4 separate regions of the Mus musculus genome follow, and all the other regions are linked to region 4. The links are chromatin contacts, called in public Hi-C maps. All regions are on one chromosome and are shown on one strand. The core of a region is the stretch at or near the end of the contact, and the rest is flanking DNA. Distances in the headings are between cores, read along the strand shown.

What was found. A called contact is a pair of places that touch in the nucleus more often than the background predicts.
Region 1: a Hi-C map of muscle stem cells shows a contact between it and region 4, with 2.3 times the contacts expected there. The contact joins two enhancer-like sites. A contact is called at or near these places in 4 of 15 datasets of contacts at CTCF or cohesin (the G1E-ER4 cell line, embryonic stem cells, large pre-B cells and 1 more), 61 of 484 Hi-C or Micro-C datasets (B cells, the BV-2 cell line, the C2C12 cell line and 25 more), 11 of 115 datasets of contacts at active chromatin or transcription factors (cardiomyocytes, double positive thymocytes, embryonic basal ganglia and 7 more) and 2 of 9 other capture datasets (embryonic stem cells and liver).
Region 2: a contact with region 4 is called in a Hi-C map of liver, with 5 times the contacts expected there. The contact joins two enhancer-like sites. A contact is called at or near these places in 2 of 15 datasets of contacts at CTCF or cohesin (large pre-B cells and pro-B cells), 16 of 484 Hi-C or Micro-C datasets (B cells, the C2C12 cell line, the G1E-ER4 cell line and 10 more) and 3 of 115 datasets of contacts at active chromatin or transcription factors (double positive thymocytes, large pre-B cells and liver).
Region 3: a Hi-C map of liver shows a contact between it and region 4, with 4 times the contacts expected there. The contact joins two enhancer-like sites. A contact is called at or near these places in 2 of 15 datasets of contacts at CTCF or cohesin (large pre-B cells and pro-B cells), 14 of 484 Hi-C or Micro-C datasets (the G1E-ER4 cell line, the HPC-7 cell line, beige adipocytes and 10 more), 4 of 115 datasets of contacts at active chromatin or transcription factors (acute myeloid leukemia, double positive thymocytes and embryonic stem cells) and 1 of 9 other capture datasets (embryonic stem cells).

The regions. Positions count from the first base shown.
Region 1 is chr13:37,512,710-37,515,409 of GRCm38.p6, reverse strand. The region is part of intron 2 of Gm30863 (a long non-coding RNA gene); the gene reads left to right. Among named protein-coding and RNA genes, the nearest start is that of Gm29590, 5.4 kb to the right of the region's middle. Within about 2 kb of position 1,384, at least 100 of the 459 cell types and tissues checked have an H3K27ac peak or open chromatin away from gene starts, as enhancers often do. A contact at or near this core is called in liver and muscle stem cells, where this site is marked.
Region 2 is chr13:37,619,097-37,621,796 of GRCm38.p6, reverse strand. The region is part of intron 3 of Gm40915 (a long non-coding RNA gene); the gene reads left to right. Among named protein-coding and RNA genes, the nearest start is that of Gm40915, 7.1 kb to the left of the region's middle. Within about 2 kb of position 1,421, at least 179 of the 459 cell types and tissues checked have an H3K27ac peak or open chromatin away from gene starts, as enhancers often do. A contact at or near this core is called in liver, where this site is marked.
Region 3 is chr13:37,602,501-37,605,200 of GRCm38.p6, reverse strand. No RefSeq gene overlaps it. Among named protein-coding and RNA genes, the nearest start is that of Gm47754, 23 kb to the right of the region's middle. Within about 2 kb of position 1,405, at least 25 of the 459 cell types and tissues checked have an H3K27ac peak or open chromatin away from gene starts, as enhancers often do. A contact at or near this core is called in brown adipocytes and liver, where this site is marked.
Region 4 is chr13:37,940,741-37,943,440 of GRCm38.p6, reverse strand. Rreb1 (ras responsive element binding protein 1) reads right to left here. Exons shown (of 12, transcript NM_001177869.1): 10 at 1,737-1,898. Among named protein-coding and RNA genes, the nearest start is that of Gm52041, 24 kb to the left of the region's middle. Within about 2 kb of position 1,325, at least 34 of the 459 cell types and tissues checked have an H3K27ac peak or open chromatin away from gene starts, as enhancers often do. A contact at or near this core is called in brown adipocytes, liver and muscle stem cells, where this site is marked.

The DNA of each region.
Region 1 (2,700 bases), core at 135-2,634, 430 kb after region 4:
GATATATTCATTTTCCTTATGTGTTATATGTAACTCGTGGTGTTAAATTCATAAGTTTGGCCTAAATCTGATTCCATTCTTAAATGTTAAAATTTGGCCCAAGACGGTCTCCATATATGGTGAACTGAAATCTAGGTTGATATGAAAGCAAGCCGTAACCTAAGAGCGTTTTCTGATAACCAAGTAATGCAGTGGAGCCAATCAGAGGCTACGCACTGCCAAACTCAACCGCGTGGGTCCATGCTGACTCTAACTAAGCAAGCTGTTTCTGTAGGTCACTTCCTTTTCTCTGGCTATGAACGCAGTCTGTGCAAACTGTTGAAGACATTCTGAATTGGCTTCCCACTAGAGAGCTGCCTGGATCTAGAACCTTCTTTCTGGCCAAATTAACTGTTGAAATGAACTCAACTCAGATTTTCTCTTATCACTTGTCTCTGAAAATCATATTTAGTTGGTCCTCTTAATCTGCTAAGTCTGGTCAGCTAAGCAAGTTAGTGCTAAAACTTCTCCGCTGTGTGGGCATCCTGAGACCTTCTCCCCAGGGTGTTCTAAACAGAGACTTGGTTAAGGTCAAGGTTGGACCTTGACACCATTTGTGGTTCCAGTGACTTGGTGCCTCTGTCTCTACGAAAAAGATGAACGGAACAGCATTTGTAGCCTCTGGTTTTCAGTTAACGCGTAGTTGCCAGAGAGTTCACTCACAGATGCTTTTAGGCCATTAAGCCAAAGGGCAGAAGGAGAAGGAAAGAGAGAGTAATCTGGGGAATGCAAGGGTGAGGCTTTCTTGCTCCCACTAGCTGGAATGGTCTTTCTGCAGGGAAGAAATGCGGCAGTGGATCGTGACTCTTCAGGCCCAGCACGATGCTTGGACTGGTAGAACGCTTTTCCCGCGTGTTTCCTCCGGGGTATTTGGGCTTTTGTTTTCTGCTGTGCTTTGCACAGAAGCTGGAAATCTGCCTCCCCCAAAGCGGACTTCCTCCCCCTTTATAAACTGACCCCTGGTGGTTGCTATAGCAACCACAAAGAGCGACTGCTGAGCTGCATAAACAAGTCCAATACTCAGTGCTGGGGCAAAGCAAGCCCTCAGAGAAGAGTGAGTGCGGAGGATGAATATGATGTGGCGGAGAAGCGGCTCCTAGGAAGATCTGTAAAGCACCCGCCCAGCCCTTACTTTCTCTTCTCCTCCCATCTCTTGTATCCCATCAGCCCCGGGCGAAGACAGAGGATCTAGGAGGGTAGCATGCAGGGGCCTGCCTTTGATGCTGGGGAAAGGAACGCCAGATGACTGAAAATGAAATTTAAACATTTGCTCGGAGCTCAAGGCTAGAAATATGCCAACCTGACCTGGAAAAACAAATAATCCGAGCGGCTGCCACACCTGCTGCAGGCCGAGACACCCTGCCTGATGTCGGAAAGCTAGGCCGCTCTGCTCAGCCCTCAGCTATGCTTGATTTCATAAATTATGCTAAACTGAGACAAAGGCTGGAGATTTCTGAGATCCGTGCTACTTGAAATATGACTGCTGCGTTTTTTGGAAGGAAGAATGGGTAGAAAAAGCCCACCCTAAGATATGAGGTCCCGGGAATTTGTAACACACACACACACACACACACACACACACACACACAGAGTTATCTCCAGGAACTTGGCTCCTGGTTGCAGGAAACTTTCTGAATACAATCACAGAGACCCAAAGATCAGTGATACATTGTCTCTCCCCTCTCCTCCCCTCCCTTCCTCTCCCCTCTCCCCTCCCCCTCCCCTCCCTTCCCCTCCCCTCCCCTCCCCTCTCCTCTCCTCCCCTCCCTTCCTCCCCTCTCCTCTTTCCCCTCTCCCCTCCCCTCCCCTCTCCCCTCCCCTCCCCTCTCCCCTCCCCTCCCCTCTTCCCTCCCCTCTCCTCTCTCCCTCTCCTCTCCTTTCTCCCTCCCCTCTCCCTCTCCTCTCACCCTCTCCTCCCTCTCCTCCCTCCTCTCCCCTTTCCCCTCCCTCTCTCCCTCTCCCTCTCCCCTCCCCCTCCCCTCCCTCTCCCTTCCTCTTCCTCCCTCTCCCTCCCCTCCCTCTCCTGTCCCTCTCCTCTTCCTCTCCTCTCCCTCTTCCCTCCCCTCCCCTCCCCTCCCCTCCCCTCCTTCCCTAGTTAACTCATTCCACCCTCATTTAGCTTTTTTTTCTTTAAGTGTTTGTGAGGCTCCTAAAAGTGAAAGTCAGCTAGAGATTCTGCAGAAACCTTGTGTTTCTTTTGTCCTTGACTGGCCAAGACAGATTCTCGGATCATTTCAGAAAGCCAAGGTTGCCTCATTCACTCTGATAGGGAATCTAGCCTAATGAACTGCATTTACAGTCAGGGCACTCATTTTTAAATTTACTTAGCTATTAAACAACAACAAAAAACATATGAAGACACTCTGAGGGTCATTATTCCAAAATAATGATTAACAGTGTAACAACTGTTTGTTTTGTGGCTGAAGGAAGTGCCAGGGCAGGCCCACACCAAAGCGTTCCCTCTGAGAAATCAAGTCATGAGACCGACCTAATATAAAGAAGGTTTATCATCAAGAAGGGAAGCAGGGTGCAGAGGGGGAGGGGAGAGGGCAAATATTTTATTATTCCATTTGTGTTAGATATTAGAGTACTCAGATTCAGAGACAGACAGCCGAAAGGCAGTTGGCAAGGGTAAGAAGGGAGGGTGAAAGGTTGGGCTGG
Region 2 (2,700 bases), core at 172-2,671, 320 kb after region 4:
CCCTGGTCCAGGGTCTCCTTCAGGTAGCTGCTATCTGCTATCTCTAGTCATCATGGTTCAGGTTTATCATCCTGTTTTATGTGATGGAAGAGGGAGTGTGAGAGGACCTAACAAGAGGATGGGCCTGTGTAGCCCAAGGAAGAGAACTGTTTGTGACCTGGTATGCCATCAAAGCATGGCTGGCTCATAAAGTCTAAGTCTGAGTGACTCAAGCTTATTGCCTATTATATTTAGATGCCCAGAATGGTACCCTGTCACTCCTGTCCTCACACAGCAGCTGCGTGCTGGCCTTGGGCTACGTCTTTCTCATGTAGTGTCCTGGCTGACTTAGCAGGAGTATGCTGGCTAGAGTACTTTCACAAAGCGTGCCCACCGTGCACTATCTGCAAAGTATCAGCCTGCACTGTCAAAAGATCACACTTTGATGCTCTGAGGTCAGCCTGGTGACTTTGAAACCGTCCCATCCAATACCACTCCAGCTTTGCTGATGGTCAAACCGGTTCCCATCACCCATCACCATCTTTTTTTGTTTTTTGGTTTTTTTTTGGTTTTTCGAGACAGGGTTTCTCTGTATAGCCCTGGCTGTCCTGGAACTAACTTTGTAGACCAGGCTGGCCTGGAACTCAGAAATCCGCCTGCCTCTGCCTCCCAAGTGCTGGGATTAAAGGCGTGCGCCACCACGCCCGGCTCACCCATCACCATGTTGACCATTCTGGAAGTTTCTATGTACGAACAGGAAACATATAATCCAGGTGGAAGAGAGGGAGGGGCCACAGTTCCAGGAGCTCAGTTTTCTTCCTGTTTCCTGATTTTGGATGAGTTACCAAAAGCCAGTGGAAGGCATCTGCAACTCTTTTTAATGATATAGAAACCAGGCTAGGCCCTGCCACCTCTATAGCACATGGTGACCTACTGTGGTCAAATGTGGAATATTGCAGAAAGAGCTCAGGGCTTGGTCCATCTAGTCCCAAACCAGTGCAGACTCAGCAGAAGCGAGTAGGAGATTAGAACTGGAGTGACCTGGGTTTGCTGGCGGCGGGGTGGGGGTAGGGAGAGGAAAGGGTAAATTTTCGAATTTTCTAAGATGCTGGGTCAGCTCCCAGCCTATCTGGGATGTAGCCTGCAGAGAAGGCTGGGTGATGAAGGAGGCCATCTGGCTGTCAGGCTAGTATAGACATGGGGTGACCTTGGGTCTGTCTGCTTGTCAGCCTGGAGGAAAAGGAGGGGGAAGAGGAGGAGGAAGAGGAAGAAGAGGGGAAGGCCAAAGAGCCATTGGCCAATGAGGGCTATGTGTGTGAAAAGGGACTTTGGGGTTGGATTTGTCTGTCACGAAGGCAGGGCTCCCTTTGTTCTGTGCTGTGCAGATCCAAGGTGAGCAGCCAGCCGGCCTCACTCCTCCTGTGGGTGTATTTTAAGCTCTCAGAGCGCTGGTACTCTGTACCCTTGTGGACTTACTGTCTGCGTGGGAGCCTGGGCTCCTCTTGCTTCCCCACAAGGCAAGGTCACTCCAGGCTGGTGGTTTGTGCAATCCTGAAGTTTGACTGTGGGACAAAAGTCACAAGTCCTCTAGTAGCTCTCATGATACCTGCTCTGAAAAGTCCCTAGCTGGTGGAGACTGGTGCCATCCTGTCCAGTCCTCAGCTGTCAGCTCAGTGTGGGGGGGGACACACACAGGACTGTCTGTCATCCGGCCAGGCTGTGGCCACAGCTGTGGTACTGGAGGGCTCCTGAGGTGGGAACCTGTACAGGGTGGCACAAAGCACGAAGCATCGGCTCAGACCTCCTGGCAGGAGCCTGTGAGTCTCTCTGCTCACTTGCATAACACTTCCTGTGTGTGTTTCCTCAGTCTCAGCAACGGTCAGGTCAGCAAGTGACCTTTAAAACCACTGAGAAGCCGCCACTTTCGGAGGCCAGGCTGTCACAGAGCCACCCCTTCCTGCCACCCTTCTTCCTGCTAGGGCAGCTGCACACTAGAGGGCCGATGAAAGAAAAAAACAAAACAAAACAAAACAAAACAAAACAAAACAAAACAAAACAAAACAAAACTTAAAGTTTTAGGCCAAACATGGTGATCCTAACCTGAAATCCTGGCATCAGGGGACAGGGAGGAAGAGAAGGAGGAGGAGGAGAAGAAGGAGGAGGAGGAGGAAGAGGAGGAGGAGGAAGAGGAAGAGGAGGAAGAGGAAGAGGAAGAGGGGGAAGAAGAGGAGGAGGAAGAGGAGGAGGAGGAAGAGGAGGAGGCATTTGAAGCCAGCCTAGGCCACAGAGGAAGCTGTCTTTAAAAAAAGCAGTATTTGTGTGTGTGTGTATGTGTGTGTGTGTGTGTGCACGTGCGTGTGTGTGTGTGTTGTGTGTGTATGTGTTGTGTGAGTATGTGAATGAGCGAATGTATGTTGTATGTATATGTGAGTGTGCATGAGTGAGTGTATGTTGTGTGTGTGTGACACTCTCTATCCATTCATCCATCAGCAGGTACCTAGGCTGACTGCATCTATAGTTCAGCTCCCTTGAATTGTGCATTTGTGTGATTGCACACGTGAAAGTCAGAGGACAACCCCAGGTGTCCTGTCACACCTACACCTCAAGAGTTGCTTACCTTGATTTTTTTGTTTTTGTTTTAGGTTTTGTTGTTGTTGTGTTTATTTGTTTTTGTGTTTTAACACGGGGTCTTGCTATGGAGCTTTGGCTGGCTTGGAACTT
Region 3 (2,700 bases), core at 156-2,655, 340 kb after region 4:
ATCCCAGAATCCTAAAGAAGTCAGCTCTAATGCCAGTGAAGGAATGGATTTGCCAGTGAGAGTGAGGGCAATCAGGTAAAGAGCAAGCTTCCTTCTTCCATGTCCTTTATATAGGCTGCCAGCAGAAGGTGTGGCCCAGATTGAAGGTGGCTCTTCCTACGTCAAAAGATCTGGGTTAAAGGTGTATCATCCAACGTCACAAGATTTGAATTAAAAGTGGGTCTTTCCCACTTCAAATGATTTCAGGGGAAAAAAAAACCTTACAGGTGAACTCAGCTGCTTTGGTTTGGGCTAATTCTGGTTGCATTCAAGTTGACAGCCAAGAATAGCTGTCAGGGGTGAGTCTAAGGCCATACCTGCCTTTGCTCATCTGTTTGCTCGCATGCGTGGTGGGCTGGAGAGATGGCAATGACTTCTCCCTTCTCCCACCCCTCCAGTTCTGTATCTGGGTGTTATTTACAACAAGTCACTTGCAGAAAGTACAGCAGGGCAGTGTGCAGAGGCCAAGTGACATCAGATCAGCGTTCCTAGTCCTTGTGTATTATTAGTCTAGGCTGTTTTAAGTTTGTAGCTGTTTTTCCTTTCTATCATGATATACTGCTAGACACAAGGCAGGACCCTGTCTCTGACCTAGTCTTTTCTTACCCTCACCCACCAACACTCCCCGTCCTGCTCCCGTGGAGGGAGGATGCGCTGGTGGCGAATCACCACAAACGGCTCATCCACAAATCTGTGTGGATAAAAACATCGTTATTTCAAAGTTTCAGCCACTCTGGAGGCCAAGAGACCTTGAGCACTTATCACTCCTGCCTCCTCCAAAGCCAACCCTGGACAGACAGAGGTAGCACAGCCGCAGAGTCTGCATCATGTCGCCACTCAGTTCTGAGTTCAGAGGCTTCACTGGCTAGAAACTTATCCAGTGTGTCAGAGGTCTTCAACAGCCCATGCCTCTTCCGGGTCACTTAAATATGTAGCTGACTGAATGCTGAGACCTTCTGAAGTCTGAATTACGTTGTATCTCTCTGGAGAGCATGTTGGTGAGGTTGCATACTGCAACAAAAGGTCCTAAAAGGATGTTGCAGTCTGGTTCTAAGAGAAAAACTCCAGGGCAAGGCTATAGTTTAGTGGTGGAGTACTTGCCTAAGAAACCTTGAATTTGATCCCTGGCACGAAGCCCCACCCAAACAAGAAAAAAAAAAACATATGGGTGTATTTTCCTCCTTTGAGGCTTATGAGGCAAATTTGCATATCTCCCCCATAAATTTGCATCTACCTGACACATATTTGCATTTATGCTCGGAAGATTCTACTTCCAAATGAGGCAGTATGAGACCCCTCATATGTACTGCCATTTGTACTGCTCCTCTTGGATGCATGTCATTGGCTTCTGTTACTGCTGTACTGTTTCATAAGCTTGTCCTCCGTTTCCCAGAAATGCTGACAAAAGTCACCACGGTTGTGAAACTCAGCCCTGAAGGACATCAAAAAGAAAAAAGGCTTCTTGTGAACTGGCAGCTAGTGTGTTAGGTGTTGTCTGTCGACATCAGGATCCCTGTGGACCTATCACAGAGCCCTCTGAGACACCACTAGTTACTACATTATGCCTTGAATTGTATTTATGTCAAAGACTATGCTTATATTTACAGAAAAAGATCGTATCAAAAAGTCGTATTTTTTATAGAAAGGGTTTTCATCTAAGGTATGGGAATGTACAAAGCAGTTACTCTCCAGTGTGGTGTTAGGGTGATTCACTGGGGTTTAAAAATGATGTTATCAAGCTAATGATGCAATTATATGGGGATGTGGACAAGTTGGGTCTCCTCCACGAGCCTGGATTTTCTCTAGGAAGAGGGTCATTAAGCCAAATGGCAGCGCTCCTCACCTCAGGCATCTGGAATTACCATTTTAATATTTGCCACATCCTTTTCTCCTCTATATTATTTTCCTTACTTTCCAACAGAAGTAGTGTTTTCTGCCTTCTTGTAATCCTGAGCAAACTCTCTTATAAAGCACATGTTTGATGTGATTTTTGCTTACACATCACGAATTGCCATAGTCGTCTTAAATATCTTAGAAATCTTTTATTTTTATTATGTTTGTGTGTGCGCATGTGGTGCATGAGAGTGTGCCCGCATGCGTGTTTGTGTGCGCGTGACGACAAAAAGGGGGGAGGGGTTAGATTGCTTGGATCTGGAGTAGCCAGCAGCTGTGAGCTTCCTGAACAACAACAAAGGGATCTCCCAGCATGCCTTGAAACTGGGGAGAACCAGATAATTATGTTTATTTTTAATTTTTATGTGTATTGGTGTTTCACCTGCATGTATATCTATGCAACTATGTTTGTGCGGTGATCATGAAGGCCAGAAAAGAACACTGACCTCCCGGAACTGGGGTTAGAAACAGTTGCTAGTCACAGTAGGTGCAAGGAATGGAACTTGAGTCCTTTGGAAGATCAGTCAGTGCTCTTAACCACTGAGCCATCTTTCCAGTCTGATAATTGTTTTTTGACCTATATTTGTTATAGGACAAATGCTCAGCTTTGGTTTGACTCTGTTTCCTAACACTCATTTGACATTTGTTTTTTATGCCATTCTGACAGTGTCAAGAGGGCTCTTTCCATTGTCACAGGAGTGGACTCCTGATAACAAGATTTTCTTCTGTCCTGAATGTGCTTGCCTGTCCTTCAGACTTGGGAAAGGC
Region 4 (2,700 bases), core at 76-2,575:
ATAGTTCTTTTCTAAGAGGCTTTGTGCCTTTAAGAAAATCTATATAACTTCTGGGGCAGGGCCTTGGAAAAAGAAAACCTGTAATTGTAAACTTAAAAAATAAATACGCCCACAGGCTAACACTTGTGCCAAAGCTAAGCTCAAACCATAAATTCTGACCGAGCTCTGGCGTCAGCAGAGTTCCTGTGAACAGCCTCCTGGATGAGCAGGGTACAGTGCCTGAGACTCTTCTGAGGACATGGGTTCCCACCCCAAAGCACCCCCCCCCCTGTCAGCTGCCTTCCCTTTTGAACTGGTTTGGGGAGAATCACAGGACCTTTCTGTAAAGCAGGCTGTAAGAAAATGTTCCAGTCTAATGGGTACTGTGGCAATGATGGTTAAACATTATCAGGATGGTCTGTGGCAAAGACAGCTGCTGCAGTGCCTTGGGCTTCCAGCCGCTTGGGAAGCGGATCAGGCTTAGCTCACAGGGACTCAACCATTGCAGGCTACCTGTCCTCACTCCCAGATCCTAGGGAATTGTGTGGAAATAGAAGTTGGGGGTTGGGGGTGCAGTGTGGTTAGCAAACCAGCTGTGGCATTCTTGCCCGAACAAGAGGGTCTAACCTGGGCAGAAGGACCCAGCAAGCCCAAGGCATTCCATTGCTCTCACTGGTCTGAATAAGCAGTGTGGTGGGAAGGGTAAAGGTGTCTTACCCACTGGGGTCAGCTCTCCCAGATAGCCAGTCCACTGTGATGTGTCAACACTGAGGTCAGGACAAGGGGGTCAGGGGTTGGAATCAATGACTGTCACTCTATCCACACTGACTCCTAGGTTCAGGGTGCCACTCTCCAAACTACACAGCACTCCATCCCACCAAAGTTTGAGAAGTCACGAGAGACAACTGCAACCCTAGATGAACACATTAGAGGCTGGCTTGGATCCCAGAAATGGGCAAACGCTAACTTTCAACACCCACGGAGCCTGAAGCCTGTGTGTGCAATGCCCTCCCTGCTACTGCTACCAAGTGGCCTGAGGCAGCTTACTTTTTTGTACGGTGTGTTTTGGTAGGGCTAGCAAACTCTAGCAGTTAGACCATGGAAGTGTATTAAATAGAGGACTTGAGTAAATACAGAAGGTGATGGGGGCAGCGGGCAGAAAAGGAACGGAGCAGCGTTAATTACTCTGTAAGGGCCGAGGGAGGAGGCACACATCAGCACAGGAGCATAATACCCGGACAGGTCAAGCAGAGTTGTGATTAAGAAGGACATGCACAGTGCTGTCTCAAACAAGGACAGATTTATACAGGGAGGAGTTATTGAGAAGAAAAGCCCCGCCTTGCCCCGCCTCAACCCGCCTCCCAACTAAAAGCTTGGAGGGCCACAGTTCTTGCAGTACTGAGTCCACTGGGCAAGGGCTGCTCACGAAAGCTGCAGGATCTGGGTCCCCCAGACTTCAGAGCTTCGTGTTTCCTTCAGGGGTTTAAGTCAGGAGCCGAAAGCGCACAATATCCGGCTCATCCTATCTTCCAGGATCAGAGCAATGGCAATTTTAGGAAGGAAGGTGCTGGATCCCCCCCTGGCAGCTGCAAAGTCCCCTGGGGCACTGACACTGTTTCCCCAGCTCACACAGTCTCGGCAGGGGCTAGGCCCCCTGAGCTGTAGCTGCTCAGTGCTCCGCCCCAGCTTACACAGCCTTAACCGAGTTCTGGGGAGCACCCTCCTCTCTCTGGTTCTCCATCACCTAGAGTTTCTACCTGTGCTATCATGGGATCCAACATCACTCTCTTTTGGGGGAATAAGCCCGTTTCTTCTCAGGGAGCAGGTGGTAACTCCGTGTTTGCGCAACTGGTGCCGCTCACAGTTAGATTTGGTAGAAAAGAAGGCATCGCATTTTTGACAAGGGAAGGGTTTCTGACCTGAAGCAGGAAAAAAAAATACGCATTTATCTGGCTTTCTACTGCAATGAAAAAGAAAAGTTGCTTTTGATTTACTCTTCTGGGATTGCTGGCATTTGTTCAACCCTCCACCCTTTCCTTTTAAGAAAATAAGAGAAACATACTTAACAAAAAGAAACAGAAACTGAGAGACAATGACTAAAATAATCATTTTCCCTTAGCCTTCATGTAATGGAAGGAGTTGTCATCAAGAGACTAAAAATAAGTTAACAATGAAACCAAGATACATGTGTTTGAAGCAAGACAATAAAAACTGTTAACACCACAACATTTCTAAGGCACAGCAAGCAATACCTAAATGAACCAGAGAAAAAGCACTACTGGATAGCCTGGCAGGTAGAACTGAGAGGGTGAGGAGATGGACCTGGGCGTGTGTGTAGGGGGGAGGGGGGAGGGCGGGGGAGGGGGGGAGCAGGCTCAAGTCTCCCAATGGGAGGCAACCTTCAAGGCCCATATTGAGAAGTCAGAGTGAGCCTCCCTCTAGTGTGGCAAGCAACAAGATTCATGGTTCCCAGGTTTTCATTCTTCCTTTGTATGGGCTAAGGGAGTGACCAACACAGGCAAGTGTGCATCAGGCTATGTACTCTGCTCCACAGAGGCACGAGCAAGGCCAGCCCAAACCCTAGGCCAGCACTACAAACACGGTGATGATGCGTTGGCAGGAGAAGCCCTCTTTCTGTCCCAGGGGAGGTTTCTGCTTTGGCCTGCTTATATCCTTCATTTATTTGCATTGTAAACATTGTGTTTCAAAATGCATTGGAAG